3 separate regions of the Anas platyrhynchos genome follow, and regions 1 and 2 are each linked to region 3. The links are chromatin contacts, called in public Hi-C maps. All regions are on one chromosome and are shown on one strand. The core of a region is the stretch at or near the end of the contact, and the rest is flanking DNA. Distances in the headings are between cores, read along the strand shown.

Evidence for each region. A called contact is a pair of places that touch in the nucleus more often than the background predicts.
Region 1: a contact with region 3 is called in a Hi-C map of subcutaneous adipose tissue, with 2.1 times the contacts expected there. The contact joins the promoter of WNT2 here to the enhancer-like site in region 3. A contact is called at or near these places in 2 of 8 Hi-C or Micro-C datasets (skeletal muscle and subcutaneous adipose tissue).
Region 2: a Hi-C map of subcutaneous adipose tissue shows a contact between it and region 3, with 2.5 times the contacts expected there. The contact joins two enhancer-like sites. A contact is called at or near these places in 2 of 8 Hi-C or Micro-C datasets (skeletal muscle and subcutaneous adipose tissue).

The regions. Positions count from the first base shown.
Region 1 is chr1:26,250,829-26,253,528 of IASCAAS_PekinDuck_T2T, reverse strand. It overlaps WNT2 (Wnt family member 2), which reads right to left and starts at 1,262. Exons shown (of 5, transcript XM_038179924.2): 1 at 954-1,262; 2 at 426-649. The coding sequence starts at 1,033.
Region 2 is chr1:26,609,349-26,612,048 of IASCAAS_PekinDuck_T2T, reverse strand. All of the region lies in intron 2 of MET (MET proto-oncogene, receptor tyrosine kinase), which reads left to right. Among named protein-coding and RNA genes, the nearest start is that of MET, 25 kb to the left of the region's middle. Within about 2 kb of position 1,313, at least 3 of the 8 cell types and tissues checked have an H3K27ac peak or open chromatin away from gene starts, as enhancers often do. A contact at or near this core is called in subcutaneous adipose tissue, where this site is marked.
Region 3 is chr1:26,468,971-26,471,670 of IASCAAS_PekinDuck_T2T, reverse strand. No RefSeq gene overlaps it. Among named protein-coding and RNA genes, the nearest start is that of CAPZA2, 16 kb to the right of the region's middle. Within about 2 kb of position 1,425, at least 2 of the 8 cell types and tissues checked have an H3K27ac peak or open chromatin away from gene starts, as enhancers often do. A contact at or near this core is called in subcutaneous adipose tissue, where this site is marked.

The DNA.
Region 1 (2,700 bases), core at 13-2,512, 220 kb after region 3:
CAACCGCTAAAATACCCAAATTCTCTTTCTGAACCTCAGCTCTTTATGATTTAACGGTGGCTTTTAAGCAAAGCAGTGCTTCTTATCGTAGGATCCCAGAACGGTTTGGGTTGGAAGGGACCTTAAAGACTGCCAAACTCCAACCCCCTGCCATGTGCAGGGACACCTCCCACCGGACCAGGCTGCCCAAAGCCCCATCCAGCCTGGCCTTGGACACCTCCAGGGATGGGGCATCCACAGCTGCTCCGGGCAGCCTTCCCCAGCGCCTCGCCACCCCCTGAGGGAGGCACATCTCATCTTCCGCTGCCGGCACGCCTCGCCTCGCCTCGCCTCGCCCCTCGCTTCTCCCCCGGGGGGTGCCGCGGGTGCGCCCCGTGCCCCCCAACCCCCCCCCCGCGCCCCCCGTCCCCTGACCCCGCACTCACTGCGCTGCAGGACGCGGCCGAGCAGGCGCTGCCCCCGCTCCAGGGCGCTGCAGTCCCAGCGGTGCCGGCGGAACTGGTGCTGGCACTCGGCCGTCCAGGCGGCCACGCCGCGGCCGATGGAGAGCATGGCCTCGGGGTGCCGGCGGCACAGCTGCCGCTGCCGGCTCACCAGCCCCGGCACGTTGTCGCACATCACCCGCGACGAGCCCACGGCCCCCATGTACCTGCGGGAGGCAAGCGGCAGGGCAGCGGCAGGGCATGGACAGGAGCAGGGACAGGGACAGGGACAGGGACAGGGACAGGGACAGGGACAGGGACAGGGACCCCCCCCCCGCCCCATTACATCCCCCCGAGCTCCGGGGGTCGCAGCAGCCCAAAGCGGCGCTTAAAGAACCGAACCAGAAGCCCTGAGCGAAAACTAAACGGCATCACCAGCGGCACCCAGATGCTCGCTGTGAAGCCCCGGGTGCCCCCCGGCGGGTCCCGTCCCCCGGGCCCCCCGGCACCGCTCCCCCCCCGGCCCCTCACCACCACGAGGAGCCGACCCGCGGCGCGGCGCAGAGCAGCAGCAGGGGGAGCGGCCCCCACATCCCGGCGAGCCAGCTCATGGTGGGAAGGCGGCGGCGCTCCGCATCGGGGCAGGCCGAGGGGAAAGCCCATGGAAGGAGGGGGCGCCCGGGGGGCCCCGAGGGCTGGAGGCGGCTCCCTTTGGGGGGCCGGGGGTCCCCGCTCCCCGCCGAGCCTCCCCTGCAGGCGCGGCGCAATGAGGGGCTGCCGCGGGCTGGGTGGGTTCGCGCTGTGTGCGCGGTGGCTTTTTTTTTTTTTTTTTCCTGTAAGTCTGATGGATGAAATGATGTCAAGAGACACTCGGGGGAAGAGGAGGAGGAGGAGGGAACACCTCCGCCCGGGCAGGAATCCCGAGGAGCCGGTTGGTTCCCGCTGACCCTACACAAGCGAGCGGCCGGCCCCAGGCACCAGCTGGGGTCGGGGGCTCGGTGCTGGGATCCCCGCGCACCCCCAGTTCAGGGCCGGGGTCCTCACCCCACCACCTCCTGCCCCCGGGGGAACCGGCACTGCCCCATCTCCTCCCCAAGCCCACCGCGATGCCAGCACGGGCCCCCGAGAGTTTTCAGGGGAAGCTGCGTGCTGGTGGGTGCAAATCAGCACCTTTACCCACTTTCTTTCCCCCCCCCCAGCAGGACCGCAGCCGCTCCCAGCCCCGCAGCACACCCTGACCCCGAGGGAAAGGCCCGGTCCTAACCCAGACACCTGTGGCCAGGTCCCCAAATAACCCCGGGAGCACAGCGCTCAGCCCCGCCGCCTGCAGGAGCCGGCCCAGGGGGAAAAGCCGGGCAATAAGGCAAAGGGCGGCGGAGCGGGACCGCCCTATGGGACCGCCGCTGCAGGCAGCAGTTCGGGGCTGGTGCTGGGGAGGTGCTGAGGTGACAGCCGCCAGCCTCTAGCGTTGGAGGAAGAAAACGCAAGAAGCCGAGTTGTGGCAATGCCTGAGGCGGTGCCGTTCACCTGCTTCTCGATCAAACTTGGGAAACTACGCCCCGAAAACCAACCCAAACCCAAACCAGAGACAAAGCAACCACGCCCCGCAGGAGAAAAGCTCTGGGCTGCAGCCTCCGGGAGAGGGGAATAAAGCCTGGAGCACGTCGCTGGTCCTACAGCAGCACTGCTTGTCCAGTAGGAACCTCGGTTCTGGTCACTGACCCTAGGCGATCCCAAAACCAACAGCTGGGCACTCAAGCTATTTGGTAAGATAGTATCGATGTGAAAGAAAAAAAAAATCCCCTTTTCAGGCAGAAACCAGCTTCAGTTGCAGAAGAGTACGGGACACGCAGCTTGGATCAGTTCATAGGGGAAAGAAGACATGGCAGGGACAGGACAGCCAACTCCAGCAGTTGAGGCCTTTCTGAGCAGAGGCCGCAGCCCTCACAGCTCCCCCCCAGCCTCCTCAGGTGTGCAGCAAGCAGCTGACCCACGGGCTTTTCCCCAATAACCTTCCCCATTAACAGCAGCACCTTCACTTGCAGCAACCCACAGCAGCGATTAACGCTGCCCTCCTCCTCCTCCTCTCCAGAAGATGCTCCGTGTGCAGCCCCAGAGACCACGCTCCTAGGGCCGTGTTTGCCTCCAGTGAGTACGTGTACGCCATTTCTTGTCAAGACACTGTGCCATGCGCTATGCAGATGACAAGAGACAAGGCAGGAGCACTGAGAGCCCGACTCATTCCATACACACCTCATGAAGTTGAGCTGAGGCTTTT
Region 2 (2,700 bases), core at 64-2,563, 140 kb before region 3:
ACCATGCAAGAGCCTGAGTAATGGGCAAAAAATGGGAGTATAACCCTATGACCATATTTAGTTTCCACATGTGAATCTTGGCTGGCTGAAAGCTGCCCCGAATGCCAGCAAAGCCTGAGAAGCTGGAAATCTTTCACTGTGCATACAAGCAGAGTCATGACTCACGCAGAAGAGAAATAGTTTTCTTTTGCAAGAGGAACATTTTTCGTTATTGACCAGGGAGACACCCAAAAATAGCTTTGCTTTCTGAGTGAGTCTGTCAATACACAGCAACACTGTGGAGGTACAAAAACTGAAGAAACTCCAGGAATTTGCTAATAAGAAGTAGAAATCTGTGTTTAAAGAGAGTAAGCCAAATTCACTGAACATGTCAAATCCTTAAAGACGATGAATTAAAATTAAGGTAGCTTGGACTGTTCAATAAATTCCAAATGTCAGACAAAGAAATGAAATGACGGTCCAAAGAATATTAATGCAAGATATTTAAAATGCTGTGCAATTTAATCTCTTTGAGTAGGGAGCTCATTGTATAATCTCATTTACATTGTGTTTTATTTCTGATGTAATACATTTTCAGCATCAAAAGTGAAGCAGCATTCAACTTCTGTGAAAGATAAAGCACTCTTGATGCTTCTTGGAAAGGAAGAGCACTTCCGAGAATCACAGATTTTTTGAGCCTGTTTCCACCAAAACCATTGGAATTTTCCAAATTATTTCAATGGAAACTGAAATAAGCCAAGGGAAATCCCACCCCACGGTGAGGGAGAACATCATTAAAAGGTATGAGTAATCAGAGAAAAAGGCAAACAGGACTTATTTCAATGCTTTTTATTTTTTTTTTTCCTTCATGGTTTGCTCCAGTGACCCTCATCTTCTGATCTTAGAGTCCTTTTCCAACCTAAATGATTCTGTGATTCTAACGTTTATGAATGATACTGACCTAAACCAGCTGAAAATTAGGCTCTCGTCAACCAAAATGAGCTCACTAAGCTTAACACATCTTCCATCATGTTTACCCTGCTGTGATCTGGCTTTCTCCAAAGCACCAAATTTCACCCACAACAGCAAGAGAGCGCAACCAGCCCCGGGCAGCAGGCCCCGTTTGGTGAGGCACAGCACAGGGTGCTACGGGGGCAAACGTCTCAGCTAAAAGGAGCACTTTGGCTGTATTTATCTTTGCTTAATCCACGAGGACACGCGTTGTGCGGTCAGAAAGCGCCGCTCTTGGGTTTTAGTCTAAATTAGGGAGAAAATCCACGGCCAAGCAGGCAGCCAGCAGCAGGCCGCACCCCCGGGGCACGGAGCCTGGTGTAACCGCGGGCAGCTCCGCAAGGCGAGGCTGCCCTCTCCTGGCTAACCGCGGCGGCCTGCTCGGGAGAAAACGCTCTGGAGCTCAGGAGGGAACGAGTTGGATCCCGCTTAATCCCATTTCTTTCTTTTTTCTGTTTTTTTAAATCAGAACACCTCAATATGAACCTAGCAACGGGGCTCGCTCTGGCTTACAGGGGGGGTTCTTAACCCCGCACTCGCAATGATGCATCTGCCTACATGGTGTCTGGAATAAAAAGTACTGCCATGAATATGCTAAATCGAGAAATCCAAATAAACAGACTGTAACTCACTGGCTCCAGGAGAACAACCAACTTTGTAAAAGTGTATTAATGAAGTTGCTTGCACTTGCATTTCATCTGCTAAAACAAATGTTTGTTGAGCACTCTGCTGGTGGAAATACACCCTCCGCTTTCACCCTAATAGAAGTGTTTCTAAAAGTCATCTATTACTGTAAACATGGAGGAAGAAGTAATCTAATAAAGCACTCCCCCGAGGACAGCAAATATGGATCCAGCAAATTCCTGCTTTGACTTAAATCAGCACAAGGCTTCGTGCACAGTGAAAAACAAAAGGCAGCAAGCACAATGTTAGACAAGCCGATCTCCCACCTGCTAATAGCAGAGGAATCAAGCCAGAGCAAGACTCTCTGTTTGAAATTAGGTGTTTTGTTTTGTTTTGTTTTTCTTTTTTCCTGCCTATCTCCCCTAGAAATTTTGGCTGAGAATGAGCTGAGCCAGAGTCTCTAGAAACACCAGGTAGTGCTGGAGTAATGCTCATGTACTAGGCAAACACAGTTTAGTCCTGTGTTGTGCTTGCCAGCCCAGCACAAAGGAGACACCCCTGTGGGTCTTATGGCACAGATAAAAATAAATTCCCTGGGGAGATGATAGTTTGACCTGTAATCACTATTTATTTTTGCAAGAATAACTGATCCTCTGAGGGTGCCAGAGTGTTTTGAGAAGCCCAGTGCTCAGCATCAGGAGGTGCAGGAGCGATGCTGCTGGCGGGCAAGCTTTAGGCAGTTGTACGTTTGCTCAAGTTTTAGAGGATAACAGGCAGGATAACACCAGGCTTGAATGGTTGCTGGTTAACATCTGGCTGTTTCGTGCTGTTCCTAATATCACAAAGCAGCCCTAGGCCTCAGCTCGCCGGCTGGGTTAAATCAGGCAGGCAGATTCTGTTTTCAGAGCAGCACTTAGGCATCAAGAGCAGATTGGTGACTCTGGCACAACATCTATTAATAAATAAAAGCATCAGGCTTTGCATTTGAATAGGCCCTTTTCTTTGGCAGATCTCAAAGTAATTTCTAAAGAAGGGCAAATGTTATTATCTCCATTATGGTGGTAGGTTATATGACAAACTCACAGT
Region 3 (2,700 bases), core at 176-2,675:
AAGGACTTCAAGGCTTCATTATGTGTTTGTTATTGCTAAAGTCCTCCTGGACTTTTCCAGATCTTCCTTGGTGCCAAGTAAGACCCACGCCCCTTTTGTTTGCCCCAACTCCGTCTGGGTAGCGAACAAATAACTGTCATTTTACTTACAGAAAACTTTTAACTGAAAATGTCCCATCTTAGTCTTCTCTAAGCTAGAAGATTTTCTTTGACTTTTACTCATATGTTGTATTTTCTAAACATGTTAACTTTCTTCTTGTTAGATCTTCCCAGTTTGTCCACATTTCTTAGGAGTGGTGCCAGGGACGAACTCGGTACTCTCAAAACTTCTCACTGCTTTATAGAGTGATTAGGTTGACCACTCTGCTGCTCATGGCTGAAGGAAGCCATCAGTGAGATAATCCAAGTTGTCTGGACAATCAAGGCACTACAGCACTTGGCTTGCTTGGAGGTTTTGTCCACAAACACATGCAGATTGAGAAATATGGCAATAGGTGTTAACCAGGCAAATAATTAACTTGTTTGAGGATCTTTCTGGTTATACAAGTCAGATGGGACAGTAATCTTCTGAGTCCTTTATTTTTCAAAGTATATATCTTATGTTTGTCTCGGAACAGTGTCCCTTCCCCAAGTAATTCCTTTGTGCTTACCTTAGTTGAACTGTGGCAGACAGGAAAGCTGCCTCACCAGGAGGACACCTTTCTTCAAAGAGAGTGATGGCAAAGCCAGGGGCAGGAGCTCACGTAGCTGCAGCCCCAGTCCTTCAGCCCATTAGCCTGCTTTATCCAAACGAACTCACTAAGAGGAATTATAACTCTCCATATTTTTGAGTGCATGCATATTCTGTTGTTTCACACATGCTGTGTCTCTCTTTTAATTATATTTGAATAACTTGTGTAATTCAACCAGCCAGTTTCAGGGAACTAGAGATCTCTGGCTTGTAAAAAGAGGGCTGTAAATCAAAGAATTTCTTGAGCACTCATTTGTGAGACGTGTCAGACAGAGCCCAGGCCAAGGGCAGGGAGCACCGGAAAGCTAGGAATACAAAGGAGATGCTGTCTGCGGTGTAGCAGGAAGTTATATTTAGAAAGGTGGAAACATCAGCCTTTGGTAGGAGGTGTGCTGAGGCTCAGTGCTTGCAATATTACTTACACACTACGTCCAGTCTCCCTCATGTCACACCTGACATGGGAAGATGTCCCTTGGCCCCAGAAGAAGACCTTTTCAAACAAGTGCTCCCTGAGGCCACTCACGCTGCTGGAGAGCTCAGCTGTGACAGGACCCAGTGGGTGAGGGATGCAGAAGCATCCCCCCAGAATGGTGAAATATTTCTTCTGTAGTGCTTGCAGACTGATAAGGAGCCATACTGCAGTGAATACTCATGCATGCACTCATTGAACATCAGCTCCCTCTACTGTAAATACACTGCTACAAGCTGCTGTACCACCCCGCCACCTCCCCAAACAGCCAATTTTGGCAACTGCTCATTGCAACCCTACTCTGGAGCACTGTGACTAAGGGCATGGAAAAAATGCTTCCTGCAGAACAGGCAGGCAGAAAGACAGCATGGATTTTTCTTTTCAGTTCTTGTGGTTGTAATAATTGGGTTTTCAATCTTTCAGTATGCTGCAAATATCCATCTCTAGTTTGTCTCAAAACCAGAATAAATTTCATGATCTTTATCTAATATTTTGCAAACAAATGTAGATTACAGTCTACAGAACGGTCTGCTGCAATAGCTGCAGTCTTGCCTCTAACAGCCACAAGAGTCATCTGTTACAAAAAAATGTAATAGTTGGATCCTAAACTCTGCTGATCATTATCTGACTTATGATGTTTTGTCTTCCTGAAAAGGTTAAAAATGTGACAAGTCTCAATAGCTGATGGCCATACCCATCTATACCAAGGGCTATTCTTGGCTCCAGCAGAAATTAGAGACATTTGCAGCTCAGCTCAGTAACACAGTCCCGTTAACTGGTCTGATTTACTCAAAAGTATGACTCAAAAGGACCGAAATTGTTGTTCAGTCCAGACTGAATTCAATTAATAGTTTGAGCCCAGAAGTATGAAAGGTTGGATTTTTTTCAGAGAAAGTGAAATATTTTTTGTTTTGAAATTGACCTTATATTTTAATGTTAGACTAAACAAAAGTTTAATTTCGGATTAAACCAGTGCTTGTGGTTTTACTTGGCATGAGATCCAATTAAATGATCAAAGTCTCAAAAGTCGGCCAAGAGATCAAGGAAGATGAGGAGAGCAGAGAGGCCCTGAGACTTCCCTGAGAATGGATAGCCAGAGCCTCTAGTGAAATTTTAATGTAATGGAAAACACAGACACTAGATCAGAAAGAATCCAGACAACTGGAGAAGTGATCAATAGCCTATCCATGAAAACAGCCCGTTTATTGATTGTTATAAAAAAAGGAGCAGGAAGAAGATATTAAAGTAATATGACAGGAGATGGAGAGCTGAGTGTTGAGACTCTAATTTGTTTGACTGTTGAAGAACAGAGGCAAGGAAGAAGATGAAAGAGCGAGAAGGGATGAAAATATGATCAAGACAGGTCAGCTCACAGACAAGGAGGCATCAAGGGGATGGCTGAAAGCACTGGCAGTAGGGGCAGCAAATATCTCAAAGTATGGATCGTGAGAGATGGCCGGACAACAGGGAAGGGAAAGGGGAAGGAGAAGGGAGGCCAGGAC